2 separate regions of the Zea mays genome follow, and region 2 is linked to region 1. A link is a contact called in public Hi-C data. All regions are on one chromosome and are shown on one strand. Each heading gives the region's core, a stretch centred on a gene start, on an enhancer-like site or on the middle of the called end of the contact. The rest is flanking DNA. Distances are from core to core; before and after follow the strand shown.

What was found. Hi-C and Micro-C count contacts between places; a contact is called where the count stands out from the background.
Region 2: a Hi-C map of leaf mesophyll shows a contact between it and region 1, with 5 times the contacts expected there. The contact joins two enhancer-like sites. A contact is called at or near these places in 3 of 25 Hi-C or Micro-C datasets (bundle sheath, leaf mesophyll and tassel).

What each region holds. Positions count from the first base shown.
Region 1 is chr1:100,259,983-100,266,172 of Zm-B73-REFERENCE-NAM-5.0, forward strand. No RefSeq gene overlaps it. Among protein-coding and RNA genes, the nearest start is that of LOC111274019, 9.5 kb to the right of the region's middle. Within about 2 kb of position 1,554, at least 18 of the 20 cell types and tissues checked have an H3K27ac peak or open chromatin away from gene starts, as enhancers often do. A contact at or near this core is called in bundle sheath, leaf mesophyll and tassel, where this site is marked.
Region 2 is chr1:99,814,218-99,819,840 of Zm-B73-REFERENCE-NAM-5.0, forward strand. No RefSeq gene overlaps it. Among protein-coding and RNA genes, the nearest start is that of LOC109943665, 3.6 kb to the left of the region's middle. Within about 2 kb of position 2,189, at least 19 of the 20 cell types and tissues checked have an H3K27ac peak or open chromatin away from gene starts, as enhancers often do. A contact at or near this core is called in bundle sheath, leaf mesophyll and tassel, where this site is marked.

The sequences.
Region 1 (6,190 bases), core at 304-2,803:
TATAAATTTATTAGCTAAAAATTATGATGCCATCTTAATGGGATTATATACGTGTCTATATGCTTTTTTCTATAGTCACTCGTTTATTATAATAGTATTTCTATGTATATATTTATTGCACATATTTTAACAAAAGACACTAGTCTCTCTATTATTTAGTGTGCACGGTAGACCGAATAGACTAAACCGAAAATTGTCGGTCTATTTGGGTTCGATTACTAATATTATTTTTTTAACATCCGGTCCCTATTTTTTAGAATACAAAGTTTTAAAAACACGAATAGACCGAACCGAATTATCCGAATAGACCTAATGACGCCTAAGTGGGAAGAGCAGGAACGTCAATGATTAGATTATCATTGGAAGGCGGATCCGCGGATGAGCATCTGTGAACGGTCGATAGGATACACATACGAAGGAGGAGATGGATATGGAAACAAGAGGTAATGTGGAACGAGGAAATAGGGACATGAGGAAATATCTTCTGGACGGCGATGTGCAGAGGAGTATTTAGTTATATATAGTGCGCCTTTTGCCCTTTTATAATAGACTGGTACCTATATATATATATATATATATATATATATATATATATATATAGAGAGAGAGAGAGAGAGAGAGGGAATATAAGATCTTACCTTCTCATTAACGACTAGCATGCCTTATCTTTCATTTTGTACTCGTGATCTTTAACCATTAAAAGTCATCCAAGAAACACATATAATATTTTTCCCCGTGTGTGGATAAACTGCTAATTCTAACGGATTATCCACGTTAATTCGAGGCGAGTAGGTAAGGATGATGTTTTGGCAAGGAGATGAAAGTGTTTTAACTACACATCGCACTCGTGACGTCAACTGTGTGCTGATAATGGAAGCTGGGGCAGTTGGACTTCCCTCGCGTCAAGAAAAGAACAGGCATAAGGAGAATATATAAGTGAGCAGAGCCTGCGACCTTCTAAATTGCAGTTTTGTCGTGGCTCAAAAATCAGTTTAACTCCCACCATTTTTTCAGACATCCATTTGTCTCGTAGATGATGCCTATACATCGTCAATGAAGAGCGATCCATGCGGCAAACCTTGGGTTCTTTCTTGGAAAAATTCTCTTTGTGCCATCGCTCGTGTGCAGCAAACCGTCCACTGATGGATGGCAAGGAACCATCATCAATCAACGGAGCACAGAAGACCGCCTGGAGGCGTGCGCAAGGCGCAACGCAAAGACTAGAGGCGAGTGCACAGCGGCAGCGCAGAAAGCCAGAAAGGTTTCAGGTCTGTGTGCATGCTTGCTTTGGGGGCCTACTCCACGTGAGCAGGCCCGACGCTCCGGCATCCCGTCGCTCGCTCGTCAGTCCGCTAGCCACTCCCGTGGTCCACACGTGCGGTTGGGCCGTCAACGTGTCGTTCTCCCGGCACTGCGGCGGGATGCTCGGGACCGCGTCGTTAAAAAATCATCCAAGCCGCCGCCGGAGCCGCCTGGCCCACCGTCACACCATCGGCCTCGGCCATTCCCTTCTCTTCTCTCTCCACGTTTGGAAATGGGAAGCTGAGCATGCCCCGCGGCCGTCCAGATTCCACTCCGTGGCAAGCGCTGCGTACTCCCCACGGCCGACGTGCGGGCTGTGTCAGGGTGACGCCAGCCGGTGCGTCGAGGACCTCGAGGTGAGGTGCACGCGTGACAGGGTTCGCAGTCGCGGCTGCGGCGGTGGGGTCGGCGCTGGCTCGAAACGTGTCTCCCGCTCCCGGTGTTGTGTGTTTGCTTTGGGGCCTGAGTTGGAAAGGATATTTCCACTTATACGTAGGCAGTAGGAGAGTAGAGTAGAAACAGGACTCCGCCGCAGCACCCTTTTTTATATCGGATTTTTAACCAAAATTCTACGTTTAAGAAATCTTACCGGTCAGCGCGGATAACTATGGCGGCTGTTACAATATGTGTGTTCAATTACCTCCATTGGGTGCGACAGTTTCTCCCTAAGGGACGCACCCCTTAGAGAGGCACTAGTTCGCTTGTATATAAAAACTGTCTTCCCTGCAATAAACACGATAGTGATTGTCTCTGCCATTTGTCTCAATCTCGTTACCACTGAGTTCTAACACGTTATCAGCACCCGCTCTCAACCGAGTGTGGAAAGGCCATGGCGCAAAAATCGACGAAGTTGTTGTCTACACCGACGACAATAATCAGAAGAAGTAACCGTCAACGCCAGCCCCGGCCAAGACGGGCGCCGCGCAGGAAACGGCTGCACACGCCAATTGATCTGACGGAGTAGTAGAATGCACAAAGCAAAAAGCAAAGGAAAAGCATAGGTACGTAAGGTGACTAGCCTTCGCTATGCAAGATTGACAGGATGTGATCCAACCGGATCGGCCTACTCCCTCCCAACCAGAGCGGCGCCTTGCTGTCCGCTTGCAGGAGACTCTGCTGCTTGTGGCCGCACCATGGCGGATCCCGCGCCGGCGCGGTCTGCAGCCCGGCCGATGTGGACTGGAGCGCGACACCTCTCGCGACTTGCGTATGGCTGTCTCAGAAATGGCGGCGCTCCAATCCGTGCACTCACGCACAGATCCGGTGAGGGGTAGCCACCACACGGGTGGGCAAGCCGCGCACCAGCGCGGGTGGGCGAGCCCCGGCGGCGAACAGCCTCGCGCCAGCATGGGCGGGCAAGTCGCGCACACGCGCGCATGGGCCAACCCGGCCATGGGGCGTCATCCACGGCGCGGCCTTGCGCGGGCGCAGACAGCCTCGGCCACGGGCGAGACCGGCGCGGCTCCGTCGGCACGAGCAAGCGCTCATAGGCAGGCGCTCACAGGCGTGCGCTCGGACATGGGCGTGCCCGCCGTGGACCCGTTGGCGCGAGGAGCCGCTCCTAGGTGCACGCTCGGTCACGGGGGAGCCCGGTGCGGCCCCGTCGGTGCATGGGCAACTCCGGCCACGCGTGACCATGGCCCCGGCAGCCCCGGCGGCGGGCGCGGGCGTGGTTCAGCCCCGGCCTCGCGCGGCCAGTGGGCGCGGGCGCAGTCCGGCCTCGGCCACTGCGCGGCCTCGCACGGGACTCAGCCCCCAGCAGCCGAGCGCTCTGGCCTCGGCGCGGGCCAGCCCCGGCCAAGACGCGGCCTCGCGCAGCCGAGCGCTCCGGCCCTGGCGCGCGGGGAAGTCGGCCACGCACGGCCACCAACGTGAAGGGGCGCGTCCAGGCGATGGGAACCCGGCCAGTGGCTCCCTGGCGGCGCCGGCTGCTGATGGAAGTGAGTAGACCGGTTAGGAAACCCTAACCGCTGACTTAGCCGCCGGTGGGCCGACCTGGCCACTGAGCCGCTGATGGTAGCCGCCTGGGCCTCTTTTGGTTGGCCGCCTAGGCTGTTTAGTGTTTCATTTTTTTCTCTACAGTTTCTAGTACAAGATCTTGTGATTGTTGAGTTACTGTTTTAATTATTGTTAGAGCGTCTAAATTTAAATATTTAGACTACTAATGATATATGTAACTGTGATATTTGTATTTTTTTATTATTAAAAAAATACAGAATTGATAGTGAATTATATTTTATTTACATTTATAATTCACATATTTTCGACTTGCTTTTGTTTTTTGCATTCTTTTATGTTTGCATGAAAAACATAGCACATTAATTAAGTCGAAACTTAACGGTCCTCATGCAACATAAGATTGCATTTTTTGGGAAAAGCATAGGGTGATGGAGTCCTAAGCACTGGCTGCACTAAATTCTTTATAGAATTTAGTAGCCCAGAGACCGTGCTTTAGGCCGCATTTGAAATGCCTATCACTATGAGGTCTACATCTTTCGAGATGATTACCTATACGTGCTACCCAAAAAAATCACGGACCAAGCAGGCGTCGCGGGCTATGGAGCTAGGCTGGACGCTGCAGTCATGCTGACTGCTAAAAGAATTCTTTTAATTAAGTTCTACTTAATTAAACGATGAATTCTTGCAAAATATGACACATATCTTGAACTTGGGATATTTCAACACATGATGGAGATCTAGGCTTTGGCTGCAATAAATTCTTGGAATTTATTTGCCCTGAGACCAAGCTTTTAGACAGCAAAATGTTATTTGCCCATCAGTAAGAGGTCTACATCATATGGTTATGATGATTACCTATGTGTTCTCTCAAGTAGATATGTTGGAGATGTGATGTTGGTTATTCACTTTTATGGTGATTTCCATTTTATTTTTGAAATATTGGTCAAGCACAGGGTAGTGGAGTCCTAAGCATTGGCTGCGGTATGTTCTTTGAATATATCAGCCCAGAGACCATGCTTTCAGGCAGCAAAAGTTTTGCCCACTACTGAGAGATCTACTCCATTGTTTCATTACATGGAGATTACCTACGTTGTGTACACCAATTTTCAAAAATCTTTTGGTACACTTTATGTGATACCTAGAGTTCTCCAGCATATAAATATATGATATATTTTGCGGCATATTACAACATCAGAAAATGGTTAATCCATTTGGAGGATAATTATTTAATAGAATTTGATGAACTCGTCTACTGGACTTAATTATCCTCAATGTTCATTAGATATCAAGATCATTTTTGCATGATATGGGAATTCACCTCTTCAATTTGGAGGAAATGAGATACTCTCTTTCTCTTATGGTTCTTATGAAAAGAACTTATGTGCTTTTGTGGCTTGATGTGCAAGCGCAAAATGAATAGCAAAGAAAATCATAAGTCTTGTAGACTTATGAGTATGTGTCTACATTATGTTGTAGACTAACACTTTGTATTCATATATTTTGCTTGAAAGCAAATATATAAGCACATTAAAAAGGGAAGAGAAATGAGTATGACAAACTCTTTTGTCATTACACTATATGTGATATAGTGTTGTACGCACAGGCATCTTATATATGAAATCCCAATAGATGCATACTACTCATGAAAGCTAAGATATGAAGTGTACTTCAATCTTCCATCTGACATGATAAAAGTGGTTAGTTGTGTAAATCGTGATTTGGACTAATCATGTAACAACACTTCTCTTTCTAAGAGAAGACCACTTTGTTAGATGATTTGCTTTTGAGTGCTATTTAAATGATGCATGAGATTTGGTATAATCTCATAATTGATGTTGTGATAGGTTCAACTCATGCGATGTGAGTTGAACACACTCATGTGATTTGAGTGTAAAAACTCATATGAATTTGAGTTAAATTAACTCATCGATTGGAGTTGATCACTCATGTGATTTGAGTTGAACAAACTCATCGATTAGAGTTGAACCAACTCATCAAGGGAGTTGAAGACTCATTGATTGAGTTATGCAAACTTGTACGGGAATTCTTCTAATTAAGGAAGAAACATGTAATGTGAAGATTTGAACCACAAACTCTATATATGGGGATACAAAATATTCTCATATTCCTTTGGAAAGAGGAAAGAATATTTTAACAATCGCTTCATGCGATATCATGATATGTTATTATCATATCCCCTTTGGTATTGGAAGTATCAAGGATGTGTTGAGATATCCTAATTGCTATCTTACCATATTATAGAGATATCCATATAATTTCTATCATGTGGAAACACAAAGTGATAGTGATGGATATTGCATGTGTTTCACGAAAACATTTCTTATGGATTGTATTGGACATACATCCTCTCGTACAATGTGTTGCATTTGTTAAACTTTTCATGTGATGATACTTACCATGCTGGGTAAGACTGAATTGGTAATTCCATTATTGGGATGAAATGAAAAGTTATGGACAATTCTATTGGTCATGTTTTTCCCATAAGATGGATACTTGATGAGTATCATCGGAATTGAGATTTTAAGTCCCTCTTATCTTAAAATCTGATCTGAATTGGTTAAGTTCTTTGAATTGTTTCAAAGGAACGAGTGTGGTCCATTACAGAGATTGTTTGGACATTGAAGGCTTTATATGGTTCTTTGGTGCATATATATGATGACCTCAAGTGTGTCCTTTGGACAACACATGACCATTAAGCGATAATGTCTCAAGCTTGAGCACATTAGCCTCCACACTACTGAATTTACCAAATGTGCTTACAATGGTGATTGTTTGTCTTGGTATTCAGAATGATATCCATAAAGGATATGATGAATCTGTGATAGATTCGAAAATTTCAGATCATTAATGACCATCAGTAATGAATTGTCATTTCCAACCGGTTATGGTTGGAGTCAGGAAGTTTTGC
Region 2 (5,623 bases), core at 939-3,438, 450 kb before region 1:
CACTTACAGGTTACTCATGTCCTGCACGGTTATTGGAACGTTTTCTGGGCCACCATGCATTTCAGTAACAAAATCCATTATGCAATGTGGTGGAATCCTGCTTTCTTGCATCACACTAAGGAACTCCATATATTCACGATCATGTGTTTTGTTGCATTGCAATTGCCCTTTTTCTGTATCTTTCTTCAAAAATTCATGATTATGCTCATAGTTTACCAGATCAATCCGAACAGAAATAACATTCTCTTTAGCATCATCGTAGATTTTTTTGAGTTTCATCCCAGCCTTGCACTGTGTTCGTTTCGAACATGTGTTACGTATCCTTGGATTTGCAGCTACCCTTTCAGCATTCTTTCCTTCCATTGAACAGTTCAACCATTTACAATTCTTCCGCTCCCTATATTTCTTCAACGGAAATCCTACCTCGTATGCATATTGACTATAAAAATTATACGCCTCATCCACGTTACTAAATGTCATACCGACTTTAGGTATCAATCTTATATCAATATTGTCCGGCTGCGCACAGAAATTTAACATTTACGATTCAATATCGAATAAATTTAACGTAATACGGGAGAACTTACATGGCTTTGAAGAATATGCGGTGTGTCCTGTTCATGTGGCCCAATATGTCTCATGGGGATGTGCTTCTCTGCGCCGACCACGTCTGCTGTTTTTGTGTGCTCTTCGATATGTCCAGGTGCCCTCAATGCCGCCGGAGGAGTCACAGATACACCCTCTGTGTATGGGGCGATTGCAGACAAAACAGGTTGCATGTCCATTGAAACAGACGTACCTACTGCCTCATGCGCAGATGTTACAGGGAGGATGCCATCGCCAGCGCCGGTGGTGGACATATTCTTCGCCGGCCGGACCTCTCACTTCCGCCGCAGGTAACCGCCGCCAATAATTCAGATGGACGAGCGAACGTGGACGCGGCTGTAAAGTTGTTTTAGTTTCCTGCCGTAACTGCGCCTTTATTTTCGCGCACGAAAATCACGTCTTGCCTTATTCCAAAACCTGCCGTGAACGTCTTGCATGGTTTACGCTATTATGTCTCACAACGTTATGCAGTCGTAAACGTCTATCACATGCAGATATTCGTGCGCGCGATTCCTGGCATGCAAAGATTCCATTTATGCATGAGTTACGCACATTTGTACACAAATTTATGCTTGCGTAATTGCATGTCGCGTGTAAGCCGGGATACGTGGTTATCCTTTGCATAAATGGCGCAGGCTGGCGTCCAGTGGGCCTAAAGCGACCCGTTCGGTCTCCCTGGCTGGGGCTTCGCCCACTAATGGAAGCCCAGGGCTTCCATTACCTCTTCCCTATATATAGATATATATATATATATCTGGCATAAACAAGTTTTGCTACTCTTAGCTGTCAAGAGTGTTTTCACAAATGAAATAGTACCAATTTCTAAGTTTTTGGGGTCTTTAAACCCATCACTATTCTAAAAATACCTTTCATTGGGACTTAACTGAATTGGATTTTCCTTCCCTTTTTTCTTAATTTTCGGTAAGTGATTAAGTGGTACAATATGAGCTATCACATTTGTTAATTCACTATTCCCTGCCATCACCTCCTCCATTATCTCACCACACTCCCCGCTCCTTTTTTCATTTTCCGTGTAGTGAGACAGCTAGGTCCGGTCCTGCACAACTCTTGTCTATAAGTATGAGAAATCGTGGGAGGCCAAACTATTTTTTACTCACAATAGCTATTTAGCAACTTGCTAAACATAAATTTAGGGAGCTTTTTTCTAGATAACTATTGGTCAGGCATACCTTTTCGGTCTTAAAATACTTAATCTTACAGAATTCGTCTTATGTTCTAAAATATTTAACACTCATTTTTAATACATACTCCCTCCGTTTCTTTTTATTAGTCGCTGGATAGTGCAATTTTGCACTATCCAGCGACTAATAAAAAGAAACGGAGGGAGTATATATCTTTATTTCTCAGTTTCTTATGTTCTATGTACTATATATATATTTAATTCCCCTTGATTGTCATGAGCAAACATAAGATATTAACTATTTCTGAAACAGAGAGGACGGGCGGCATCTCGCTCGTTGGCAAGGATTTGTAGAGGACATTACCGTTATGCATGCGTCTGCCTCGCCGCATCGGTCGATTGCAGTGCAGGCAGGTTCCCTCGTTTTATGAGCCTGGTACTGGTAGGAGCGCTTCCGCTATCTGTACGATGGACCAAGACACGCGCAATACCTACTACCAGTACTATGTGTGAGTGTGACCTTTTTTTAATGCAAGTTATTAGCCCTTTTTCGTAGGATCGTGACACAAACCTTCTCTTTGTTTTAGCCTAATTGCCAATATGTACTCTGTAAAAAAGCATGAAAAATGTACAGGTATAGTACAAAGATGAACAACAATCACCGAATAGCATGTTTTCCATGGGCCGCCAGAGTGGAGACTGGAGCGCTGCGCCTTTTATGATACGCACGTGCCGAAAACAGCATGTGGCACGGGGACGCTGTGACAGTGAGCGTGGCATAGGTAGCCCAGCCCCACCCCAGCCATGACCCGTCCAGCCGGCTTGTCTGACCGTTGAGTGGAATTCCATCCCTGTCAGGAGAGGTGGCCCACGCGCAGCGGTTGGTAGTGGGGGAAACGAGAGCCGGCGGGCCCAGGCCAGGCCCCAGCGCTGGGGAAGCGACAAGTGAAGGAGGAGGAAACGAACCCATCTTCACGTGTTTAGCGAGCCTGGCAGCGTGCGAGCTCCGCTTTGCTTTCCTGTGTTTAATAGTATAATAATAATAATACGTGTAGTATATTTATTTATTTATCTATCCAAATCGTGTGAGCGCAAAACAGATGCGTGCGGCTTGTATTGTCCCTATTTGTTAATAACGTGGATGAGAACGTGATTCAGCGGCGATCTAGAGGTCATTGCGACGCTAATATAGAACGGGGGGGCGGTGGGCCCGGTGGCCGCCGGGTCCTTGTCGCGGCCCACGATTAGTCTAATCTGCTCGCGCAACTTGGACGCGCCGCGACGCGCACTCATCGCGCACCTTCGGATTGGATGCCATGCCGCGCAACAAACGCTACGGCCACCACCGCGGGAGTACGCGTAGCACTTAGCAGGCAGGAGGAGATAGGTTTGAACCGCGTTTTTTTTACGGGGCACTGAGGTGTGGGGGTGGGGGAGGGGCGTTGGAGTGGAGTGGAGCACGTTTTGCTCGCGTGGTGGGCCGTCCGAGTGCAATGTTTTTGAGCCTCACCCGCGTTGTCGTCACGTGGTGGCGGGTCCTGCTGCATGTGATGCGAATGCCACAACACATCCATCCGCACCCCTCCCACTGCGCCGCCTGCGCGCGGCAGCACGCGTTCCTCCTGCTTTCCTCCCCCTCCCCCACCCCCATCATGCATTGCAGGCGCAGGCGCGCCGGCCCCTTTTCTTTATTTTTCACCTTCTCTCTTTCAGATTCACAATTCACCACGCAGACGCAGACGCAGTCGCAGGCCTCGTCATGGGATTCTTTTCTATTCCTGTTGCCAGTGAGTCACTGTTTATTTGGATCTTTACGCAAAGGCCCCGCAGGTATTTGCATATTCGGAGCCAGCCACAGCCAGTACTACCACTGTACTAGCAGGCTAGCAGCGAGTGGAAATTAAAGCCAAGAAGACGTGGGACGCGAGGTTGGCCCGGCCCGCGGCTGCATGCACACGTCCATGTCGCCACGTGATTCTCGTTCAGCAATCGATCTACCCCTTCAATTCCAGTGCTCACTGTCGTCTGCTGCGCTGGTCGGGCTGGTGGTACCCGTGTCCCGTCATCTTTTGTTTACCCGCGTCCCTCCCATCTCCCATGCGCGCGTACATCCAGCGTCGTCTCCCTTCCCTTGCTAGTAGTAGTATTTGTTTTGTGTCCGAGAGTGCATGTGGATCTTGAGACGCCTGCGCCACAGGAAGAAAATGTGCCTCGGCCGGCACTCGGCTTGCCCGACGGTTAGCTTAGCCAGGAATGACGGCTCTGCTAGCTGCTTGCTCCACGTCTCCACTCCATGCAGATGGACCGCTCCGGTCTATGGAACATCGTATGTCATCTCGGTTACATAAAAAATCTAACTTTTTAGATTACATTCTAGATTTTTTTTTTAAAAAAATCACCCATATACTTGCCGAGCTCGCCACGCGCATCCCAGCCTCCCGCATGAGGAGGTGCTGCCTCCTCTTCGGCGGACTCTAAAGGGGATACATGGCTTATGGTGAAAGTGCGCAACTTCCGCAGAGCGTAAAACTGATATATCAATAATGCTCACAGTTAACAGCGGTCTAGACCCTCACATGATAATTGAAGTCAAAGAAAGATAATTGAAGTCAAAGAAAGATAATAAATCTTGTTAGTTTGCATTTTCAACCAACTTGCTGAGTACCAACCATAAATGTACTCACCCTTGCTTAAATTGCTGATCAGAAGGATGTGAAGAAGATGAATAATATGATGATGAGATCGATGGTTTATAGTCTAGCAATACCTCTGATCATCTTCCTATCGAAGACCACCCATGTTTTGATGTTACTTTGATGAATACTATTTAAGAAAAAAAGTCCACTTGGACTGTAATAAATGTTACTATAATCTTTATTTATGCTTTCATACATTGTTTTTTGATATGTTACATTTGTAATGTCAACATATGTGGTAAAATAGATCCTCATACATATGCTCTACATTTGGTTTTGTCCTCAAAATCGGGTGTGACAGTGTCAAACCCTATCTGACAGAGGTGTCGAACTAGAACAGTACCAATATAACTGAAAGTCGCTTAAGGGGGTGAATAGGCGGAACCTGAAATTTATATACTTTGAACACGAACTTCACCCGGGGTTAGGATTAAAAATAAGTAATAACAAAATCGAAGTACGGAAGAGAGTTCTTCTTGCTATGAGTTACTTAATCAATGCTCATTAGGGGTAAGGACATGGTCAGTTTCTCCCTCACAGGGCAGGGCTCCATTTAAATGGGGCAGGGCGAGGGAATAAGTTTCCTCCACGAGGCTTCATTGGGAACCCGAATAGCCTATAAAACCAAAGTTCAACCCAACTACCACCGTATATATAATCTTTGTAAACCCTATATATACAATGATGTGTCTTTTATTTTTGTCTTCTTGTTGCCTCTTGACAATTGATATATCTATAATTATTATCATACAGTGGTGTCCTTATGCGAGGAATTGGTTTCGGGAAATGGATGAGTACGGGGGCTGGTCCTCGACCTCGCCTGTCTTGCTGCCATCCCTAGTCTCTCTGCGATTCTCTTTATACTCGAGTGTTGTTACACAATGATATGTTTTATAGGTGAAACTCTTTGTTATACTCCCTCTCATTGATGCATGAAGTTGTTGGTGACACTGTTTACCAAACATATTTTTTTAAATAGCTTAGCTTGAGCGAGATAACACTCACGAAGATGGTTTAAAAAACCAGCTTCCATGATAAAATTAAGCTGTGCTAAATGAGACCTAAAAATACATCTACAATTATGTCCTTTCCAGCAGTACTGCTTCATCCCGTGTTGAAATAAAAACACGAAAAAGATAGCTCCCCCATGTGACCACTTACATGATGGCTTTGTTGATTG